3 separate regions of the Zea mays genome follow, and all the other regions are linked to region 1. A link is a contact called in public Hi-C data. All regions are on one chromosome and are shown on one strand. The core of a region is the stretch at or near the end of the contact, and the rest is flanking DNA. Distances in the headings are between cores, read along the strand shown.

Region 1 (3,153 bases), core at 136-2,635:
CGAAAACTTGGTTTAGGGACTAAGTTTGGGAGGAACTGAGGTGCTACCGGTCAAAGTTGTTATGCAGGACGTTTGAACCAGCCATCGATGCATTTGACAGTTACATGCAATTGAGACATGCTTGATGTGTCTAAAAGAAAAAAGGCTCCCAGTTGGCTGGCTCAGCTAGTAGCCAGGTGGCCAAGCCGGCCTAGTCGTCTAGGGCTGGCAACCTGTTCGGCCAAGCGGCTCACTCGTACATGGAGGTGGTTGGCTAAGCTAGCTAGGGGCGGGCGACATGGGTTGGTCGACCCAGTGGTGGGAGCTTGGTGTTGGGTAGTTGCCCTGTGGGCCTAGCGGGCTAGTGTGAATAAGCAATACCAGGGCGCTCAGCCCACTCGGAGTTGCAGCCTAGGTGGGGCTTGCGGCCCATGGCGAGAGGCTAGCTGGGCTAAATTGAACTTTATTCTCCTTATAAATAGGAGATGTTTTTCATTTTTGAGATAGCAGATTAGAGAGCAATAAATTAGATCTAATAGATTAGATTAATATAGAGATTATGGAGATTTCGAGAGAAAAACTTTTGGTGCTTTTGTAGAGCATTTTGTACATACAATTTTGATGATTAAGGTAATGTTCATCCAAGATTAGTGTCGTAATCTTGTTCCTCTCTCTCTCTTCATTATTTGCATGTGTTTATTTCTAGATTGATCTAATAATTTCAGTTGTTACTATTGATTTGAATCATCTAGATCATTGCTAAGGCATCAAGTTAGTAACATGCAAACTTTATATAATTAATCTTTTATGGTTCTTAGTTTATCACGAAATTAGGGTTTGATTGGTTTTTGTCATTCTCTGTCACAACTCATTCTCAATCACAACGATCTTGTTTCGTTAATATGCCTAGATCCGAAAGTCCGATCAATGTCATTCAGTTAGGTTAGTTGTATAATTTTGTCTAATTTAATTTGTTAAAACATTAAGTCGATCGAAGTTATGTATTTTGATCAGTTGAATTAAATTGGTTTTAAGATTAGGAGGAGGTGCTATGATTATTTTTAATTTTCCACAATTATTCGCCTTTTATTGTCTATCATTGTGCTTTACCATCTTAGAAATTTCAGTCCCACTTGTTTGGTCTTTTGCCACGGTTGGTGGTCAAACAAAACTGTCGTTTTACATCCTTGACCGCTACAGCTCCGTACTCTTTCAGTCACCTTCTGCCCCTTGCACAAAGGACGGCACAGGAAGAATAATCCTAAACCACAAATCAGTACCACTGCTGTTTTGAAGTGTTTGATCGTCACGGCATTTTTCTACTCAAGAATGGCGACATCAGCATTCTTTCAAACGAAGACCGGCCGGCCATAAGTGTGTGAGAAGAGACAGTGGCACTGGACACAGCAAGTAGTGTCGAACGAGAGCCACATCCCGCTCTCCACCCGGGCGCGCGTGTCCTCCGTTTCGCCATGTCCAACTCCAAGCAGCACGACGCCGCCGACGACGGCGGCATCCCAGCCCCCGAGGCGCCGGCAAAGCGCCCACCGCTTAACAAGTACGCCCTCGCCTGCGCCGTCCTCGCTTCCATGAACTCCATCCTCCTCGGCTACGGTACGCGCACGCATGATGCATACAATTCCATGCACCCGTTGGCCGTTGCCATATGCAGCACGCGTACGTGCGCCTCATGCTATTTGTATGCAGATGTGTCGGTGATGAGCGGAGCGCAGCTATTCATGAAGCAGGACCTCAAGATCACGGACACGCAGATCGAGATCCTCGCCGGCATCATCAATATCTACTCGCTCGTCGGCTCGCTCGCGGCGGGCCGGACGTCCGACTGGCTCGGCCGGCGGTACACCATGGTGCTCGCGGCGGCCATCTTCTTCGCGGGCGCGCTCATCATGGGCCTCGCCCCGAGCTACACGATCCTCATGCTTGGCCGCTTCGTGGCGGGCGTCGGCGTCGGATACGCGCTCATGATCGCACCCGTGTACACGGCCGAGGTCTCGCCCACGTCGGCGCGCGGCCTGCTCACGTCCTTCCCGGAGGTGTTCATCAACACGGGGGTGCTCCTCGGGTATGTCTCCAACTACGCCTTCCACGGCCTCCCCGTGCACCTCAGCTGGCGCGTCATGTTCCTCGTCGGCGCCGTCCCGCCTATCTTCCTCGCACTGGGGGTCCTCGCCATGCCGGAGTCGCCGCGGTGGCTCGTCATGCAGGGGCGCATCGGCGACGCGCGCCGCGTGCTGGCCAAGACCTCCAACTCCCCCGCCGAGGCCGAGGAGCGGCTCGCCGACATCAAGAATGCCATCGGCATCCCAGACGGCGTCGGCGACAACGACGACGACGTGGTGGTGGTCGCCCGCAGGAACAAGGGCAGCCATGGCGAAGGGGTGTGGAGGGACCTCCTCATCCGCCCGACGCCGCCCGTCCGCCGCATACTCATCGCCTGCCTCGGCCTCCAGTTCTTCCAGCAGGCCTCCGGCATCGACTCCGTGGTGCTGTACAGCCCGCGGGTGTTCGAGAAGGCTGGGCTTAGGTCGAACAACAACTCTTTGGGCGCCACCATGGCGGTGGGCGCGACCAAGACGCTGTTCATCCTGGTGGCCACGTTCTTCCTCGACCGCGTCGGGCGGAGACCGCTGCTGCTCACAAGCGCGGGCGGGATGGTGGTGTCGCTGGTGACGCTGGCCTCGGCGTTGCGCGCCATCGACCGGCTCCCAGAGGGACAGGCGACGTCGCTGGCGGGCGTGAGCATCGCGGCGGTTCTCACGTTCGTGGCGTCCTTCTCCATCGGCATGGGCCCGATCGCGTGGGTGTACAGCTCAGAGATATTCCCACTGCGGCTCCGCGCGCAGGGCTGCGCACTCGGCACGGCGATGAACCGGGTCATGAGCGGCACCATCACCATGTCCTTCATCTCGCTCTACAAGGCCATCACCTTCGCCGGGAGCTTCTACTTGTATGCAGGCATTGCTGCTGCCGGGTGGCTGTTCATGTTCTTCTTCCTGCCGGAGACGAGGGGCAGCAACCTAGAGGACACCGAGAAGCTCTTCGGCGGTGGCGACCACGACGAGGACAAGGAAGATGGACACGATGCGCAGAAGTCCACTGAGTTGAGTAGTAGCCAACAGTGACCTGATCTGTATCTGATAGTATGTACGCTAG
Region 2 (3,327 bases), core at 385-2,884, 270 kb before region 1:
CAGCAGACAATTTCAGGGTTTTGCATTAATGAAAACGGTTGCTATTGTTGTCATACTTTGAAATCTGACAGAGCTGGAAACTTCTGGATTTTCAGCTAAGGTGATCACAAATGTCAAATAAACTTTTAGCAAAGGTTATAAGAAATGTGCAACTCATAGAAACCTCATCAAGAAGTACACTTAAAATAAAAGAAAGACATGGGTTAACAAGTGTATATTTTTTTCTATGATGTTTCTTCCATTGACTAGATAGAAGTCTCTCCTAAAATCAGTCTAAACCTATACTATAAATAAGAGGCAAAAGGTGCAAGAATAGCAGAAAAAGGAGACCAATTCATCAGCATACATACATGTGGAGGGGGCTGATTCATGAAGACGGAGGCCTCACTTGCCACAAATGCTTCCCTGAACAAGAACCATGAGAGAATTATTCTGAAGAAAAGGGGGCAATGGAGGTAGGGCACATCAATACCCAAATATATGAATGTCCAAACTATTGCAAATTGTACTGAACTTTTCCTTCCACCTGTCTACTTATTTTCTCAACCAGAGATCGAATCAACATTAACACAAACAAACAAGGGAGGCCAGCAAACTGCAAAGAGAAACGAAACGGAAAGGGAGACGGGCAAGAACACTAACATGGATTTGGAATCCATGGCAGTCGCAGCCTGCGGCAGCTGAGCTGGAGAGGTTGAGGAAGAAACAGCGGAAGCAGCAAGAAAACCAGGTGCCTGTGGCAGTCAAATTAGAGAAACCTTAATTGTGGCCAGGGCTGGACTGCTGGACTAGGCAAAAACGGTAGTAGGCACAGAAAGATCCATAAGCTGGTGCCTCATATAGTCATATCACATCGACGTGACCCGGTTGTCCTGTTGAGTTTTGACATCCCTTGTTTGTTTTCAGAGAGAGGCTTCACATAATTGATAAATAATTCACCTTCCCTTTTCGTTTTCTATATAAAGGTTCTCCACTTACGTACTACTACTATTATTCTTTCTAAAACGGTTTAGCTATTTGAGGGTCGCAATGACGTGGCTGCAGCAGGTGAAACGACACCAAACGCGTGGTAGCATGAGAGAGGGCCGAGAGGAAAATCAAATGCCAGATGCACAAACACTAGGCAGAGGGAATTCAAATGACACACGCACATTTCCCCGAATACTTGGCATGCGACCCGCGTTCACGCAGAAACCACGGGCACGGGCCAAGCCTGCTGGTAAAAGCAACTTTTTACGGAGAGGAAACGGGAGGGAGGAACGCACAAGCGAGTTGAACCTGCAGGTGCAGGCAAGCGACGAGTGGTGCCACGCGCTTCCCCCGAGCCCGGCGGCGTCACGGCAGCAACAGAACCGGGCGTGGAGGCGGAGGCACGGCAGCATCAGCGCCGCGCGTGAAGGCGGACGCTACAGTTGCAGATCCAAGGAACCCAAACGGCCCCGAAGCGGCTGAATGGATCCTCTTCCGACGAGGAGAGCAGAGGATTGAATCGCATGAATGGGTTGAGCATTTTAATAGATATAACCTTTTTCTTAGGCATCGATTCTAGGACTGAAGAAAGGGGATAATTCCACACTTCGAAAGATTCACCTATTGGGTGGGGCGTGTTTGAATTACCTACTCGGGATTTTTCATATTAACTATAGCTAGGGAATGGACTGAATCTGATTGTATGATTAATATCTTTGAGCATCTCCAAAAGGAAATGCAAAAATTTCCCCAAAAAAATGATTATGGGGGCGTACTAAATCTTGTTTATGGTGAGCATCTCCAAGAGCTCTCCATAAAACGACTCCTCAAAATCAGTTTTAAGGGACATCTAAATAATAAGTGGGGGTAAATTTTAATCCTTTCTCCAACAGATCCCTTAAAGCAGCAATTTGTTTCTGGGGAGCCCAAAAAACCCCTCATTTGTAGCTACAAATGAGGGAGTTTTAAGGGCTATGAAAAAGTTGGGGGCGCTTTAGGAGAACTGTTAGAGACATGTTTTTGTGTTTTTCCCCAAAAAATAGATTTAGGGGAGACTTCTGGGAAGCTTTTGGAGATGCTCTAAACAAAGTATAACTCTAGTAGTTCCCGCAAAAAAGAATGCTTAAACAAAACTGGGCTACTATTTAAAAATTCCAGGTGTTGTTGTTGGCCCAGTTAGCCTCTACCATTGGCTCAATTATGCATTGTCGATGAACATATTTATTTTTGCTGCATACTAGATTTTGCGTGCTCTCCAGGTTTCGAGGATCCACCAACGCAATCTCGACGGGAACTCACCAGGTTTCGCGTGCTCAGGTGATTGGGAAAGTTTTCAGCCTCATGCATATATGTGGGACGCGGTCGTGTTTTTCGGGTCGCGCATAAATACGACTCACGAACGGGCCTCTGTTGGAGCATGAACAAATAGGATTTACCCCTAAAACTGGTTTTGCGGAGTTTTAACGTGGTCTATTGGAGATGCTCTGAGATGTTGTTTGGTTAGGATTACGTAAACGCAAATGGAAATGTAGTGGATGCCGCTGTGATCTGAAAAAATGTAACAAAAACCGGCGATTGTTTGGTTTGAAAAACGTCCGAGGAAACGGGAAGTTGCAGCAAAGGGATCTGTTTCATTTTTGTCTAACGATGTGGCGTTATCACCACTTGAACAAGCGCTCTGAATCTGATTACGCGGTATCTGTTTACTTCATGCTGGAACCAAATACGAGTTACGTAATCAACTTTTTCTGTAATCCGACCCCGGAGCAAAACTGACGAACCAAATAGCAACTTAGGTTTTGTTTGGATACTCTAGTATTGATCCCAATCTATATGTGTTGAGGTGGATTGAGGTATAAATTAATTTAAGTTATACCCTAATACACTTTAACGTACGTGGATTGAAGTTAATACTAGAGTACCCAAACTAAGCCTTAGAGTAAGTTGTAGCCTCTATACGAAGGAGAGGGTGAGCTCGCGGGGCTGTTGAAGAGAGTCTGAACTCACTAGTAAGAAGGTCCTCGCTAACTGTAGTAAACAAAGGGCATGCATGCGCTAGTGCTGTGGTTGGGTTATTGTGGACGGTGGCCTCATCACGTTCGCGTGAGTTTAAAAAAAAATTACCTCGAACTTGGTAGGTATCTCAAAACATTTTTTTCTCTGCTGTATGTAAATGTGTTTCATGTATGCACTAAAGGATAGGACAAAGCTGGCCTTCAGTTGGAGCAGTGAATAAAAGAGCGTATGTATATACGTGCGACAAAGACGCAGGACGAAGGAGAAGCTAAAATCTTATGCGTCAAGGAAGAAAGAGAAAAGGCGATATTATCCCTGTACCATTTATCAATCACATATGTA
Region 3 (3,383 bases), core at 282-2,781, 290 kb before region 1:
ACTGAGGCCCAACACCAGGCCCTGATGAGCCGCGGCCTCTACTGCCCCTAGAATCCCTCCCGCACTGGAGAATCCGGAATAGATGGAAACTCAAAGGTAATCTTCAATAAGCTTGGAATAAATAAAATATAGCTTGTTTAGAAAATAATGATAGAGTTTGTTTAAGAAAGAAGATTGGTTTGTTAGGAAACAAGATTACAAATCTATAAGAATGATGCTTGGGATACAAGTCCTATAGGAACTATAAATAATTAAATATAGGGGCAAATAACTATTTCAGTCTAAGCAAGAATAGAGTTATTGCTCCCTCCCTCCCTCTCCCTATGCTGCCCCTCCCCCTCTCCCACGCCGTCCACCATTTTTCAAGTACGTCAAATAATTCCAAGGAGGAACAGAGCATTAATAGGCAGAAAACTTTGAAAGTTTGATCCAGCAAGCTTTCAACTGCTAAGTAGAATCTGGAAAGCTAAACCACCATAGACCCTCAGATATCCTCATTCTAGTCTGATAGGAATGATTTAAAGGACAAACGAAATGAATTTCCCACATAGTCTCTTCAATCATGTGCTGGTAACTATGCATGGCTTAAGCATTAAGGATGCTAAACTGTCTAACGTGATATGGACTTCTACAAAAACATACATTTTTGAAGTCCAAGTCACACTCACGTTAAGAACAGTTTACACTAAGATTAACGGCTTAAACGAATGTGCTGACTGATATTGTCTAGCATCATTGCATTGCGTCCTGAACGATTTCTAAATGCCATTTACACAAATACCCAGAGCACATCGTGCTCTCCATTTATTGTGATTAAACAATCACAAGTAAAATGTGCACTGCTATGCAGCAATAAAAGAGAAACATGTTGTATGGTTTATGGTTATAACTTTTCACAGTTCATTCGATCAAGGAAGCAACAATATCAGAACAAAAGATTCGGTAACATAATAATCTGGGAAATTTTTAACTGCTATGGAAGGTACCTGCTCCCCATCATCCCCAATCGACGATGGCAACGGAATTCCCGTTCCTGCCCCTTCCTGAAAGCGCGAGGTTAACAATTTTAGTCACCGAATGAACAAGGTCTAACGAGTGTGCCAACTGAACCAATGTCGCCATGTAATTGTAACCCCCATAACCAAGCGGTACACGCCATCATGAAATTCGCAGGTTTTGGACTCTGCGTGTGCGAAAAGACACGGCAATATCAGTTCAGTCACGTACCGGTGGCGCGTCGGGGATGCCGTCGTCAGAGAGGGTCTCTGCGGGCGGTGCGGCCGCGGCCCGGGAGCGGAGGGACGCGCCGCGGAGGGAGGACGGGAAGGAGAGAACCGAGGGGCTAGAGTTTGCGGTGCAGCGATGGAGGAAGAGGAGGGGGAGCGGGGAGGAGGTGGAGGTGGGGACGGCCATGGCGAGGGGAGGGGGGGTGAGGAAGCCGTTTGCCGCGTTGGGTTTTGGAAGACCTCTGCTTCGCTATCGCGGTGTGTTATCCGGTTCCAGGGGCATTTGCGCTCGAGCCCCTCCAGCTTTGTTACTTTCAAAGCGAGGTGTCTGGTGGCAAACATGGGCGAGTTCTGTCTCCTCTAGCATTACTTTCGAAGAAGATCATGAATGATTTGTTCGGAAAGGAAGATCGTGGAATTGGATATTACTGTGACCTCAGCTAAAAGTGTCGATCTGGCTGGCATAAACTTGATCGTTTCAAGGAACAATCAGTTACCTTCTTCTTGCCTGGATAGACTGTCCATACCAGCGCTCAAATAGGAGAAGCTACATTCACAGCTCCTGGCACGAGGCAAAAGAAATACAGAATGATGAGCCATAGAGGTGGCCAAACTAACTCTACTACAGACATACATCTACAGAGCACCAGCTATTCACTTCCCTTCTTTATCCCGGCCATCACCACAATCCCCAGCACTCCTTTTTCCCAATCCCCTTGAGAGCAGCTACAAGATCTAAGCCCGACTGCTGCCCACGAAGCCTTGAATATGATGGAACGGTTGCAGTAGCAGCCCCCCCCCCCCCCCCCCCCCCCCCCCCCCCCCCCCCCCCTGGTTAAGCTGCCTGCTGGTGCTGGGAGATGGAACTGTATTTGATTTGTTCGACAATCGATCACCAAAAGTTGGTTTCGCTGTGATGACTGTTCTATCAGAATTCATAGCACGTGATGCCTCATTAAGGTTGAATCCATGAACGTTCGTCTTGTCCCGATCAGATTTAGGAGAGGTTGAGAAAGGGGAATTTGGTGACTTCTGTGAGAGCAGTAACCTTACAGATCTCTGCCAGAGTTTTGCGCTTGTCCTCAAGCTGACAAACATGCCAGATTTAGCAGCAGCAGATAAGCACTTATTAACAACCACCTCACCAATATGAGCTGCAAGTTCCTTAAGAGTCGACATACAATATTTCAAAAACGGAGATTGGTTTTCTGCATAATGCTACAGTAAGTTCAGATCATCTGACACCTGAGCAAATTTATTCACCTAGAGCAAGCTGCAAAAATCGGGGCATATGAATAGCTATTGAGTTGCTGTTAAGTGGTTGACTCAGTTTCAGAGATTCGCCAAGCATTTTGATGCATTTTCCTATCTCTTTTGAGGAAGATTGCTAGGTGTAGAGATTTCCTGTTCACATAGAAGACAGAAGGTGAATTGGTTGTGATTGATAAAATTAGTGTGACATGAATAGTATACCAAGTTTCAGATATTTGCCAGGTACTTTTAAAGTTCTTTCCTTTCCTGCTATTTTTTTCTGAGGAAGATTGTTAGCAAATAGATTTGTTGGCTATGTAGCAGAGAGAAGATGACTCAGTTCTAATCAACCAATATAGCATTAAATGAAAATACATTCCACACAAAGTGTTTGCGTAACAAAGACCGAACATAACCGAGCTGACGATCATTCGGTTCATTGGCTGGCAACAAAGCATCTTTAAAATCGTTTGGGGTGAATTCAGGTATTCCCAACGGGGTTAAAGATACCCTAATAAGTATTAGCTACAACGTCAGTCTGCGTATAGTGAGGTAACTAGATTTTTTTTCTTCCATCAATGTTAATGGGAATCACAACATCATGTCCAGCACACATATACTCTAATAAATATGGATAAAGGTGAATACATAGTCATCGAAACAGGCCATAAATGTTTTCGTTGGAATTTTTCATGATTCCATTCCGAGGAAAAATCGATGGGGGGTGTGTTGGGGCGAAGGCAAAGACGCCACCCTTCGCTCGTCGCCTTTCGCTGCAGTCGCTGGTTTGACGAAGACAAAACGGGCAGGGACACCCTTCGCTTCATTCAGCACCAGACGAAGGCCTGCGGTGACGTCTCCCCGCAGCACGGCTTCGTCCTGCTCTAAGGCCCACGTGTGATCTGG

The links. A called contact is a pair of places that touch in the nucleus more often than the background predicts.
Region 2: a Hi-C map of ear shows a contact between it and region 1, with 4 times the contacts expected there. The contact joins the promoter of LOC100276550 here to the promoter of LOC100281055 in region 1. A contact is called at or near these places in 10 of 25 Hi-C or Micro-C datasets (bundle sheath, ear, endosperm and 3 more) and 1 of 3 datasets of contacts at active chromatin or transcription factors (seedling).
Region 3: a Hi-C map of ear shows a contact between it and region 1, with 2.9 times the contacts expected there. The contact joins the promoter of LOC103632450 here to the promoter of LOC100281055 in region 1. A contact is called at or near these places in 3 of 25 Hi-C or Micro-C datasets (ear, leaf and tassel).

Annotation. Positions count from the first base shown.
Region 1 is chr1:23,820,916-23,824,068 of Zm-B73-REFERENCE-NAM-5.0, reverse strand. It overlaps LOC100281055 (sorbitol transporter), which reads left to right and starts at 1,385. Exons shown (of 2, transcript NM_001153974.1): 1 at 1,385-1,593; 2 at 1,687-3,153. The coding sequence starts at 1,452. The coding sequence ends at 3,122.
Region 2 is chr1:24,090,569-24,093,895 of Zm-B73-REFERENCE-NAM-5.0, reverse strand. LOC100276550 reads right to left here and starts at 1,634. Exons shown (of 8, transcript NM_001407010.1): 1 at 1,279-1,634; 2 at 351-405. The coding sequence starts at 1,382.
Region 3 is chr1:24,108,761-24,112,143 of Zm-B73-REFERENCE-NAM-5.0, reverse strand. LOC103632450 (30S ribosomal protein S10, chloroplastic) reads right to left here and starts at 1,531. Exons shown (of 3, transcript XM_008654259.2): 1 at 1,228-1,531; 2 at 987-1,043. The coding sequence starts at 1,413. It also overlaps the pseudogene LOC118473496 and the pseudogene LOC103632438.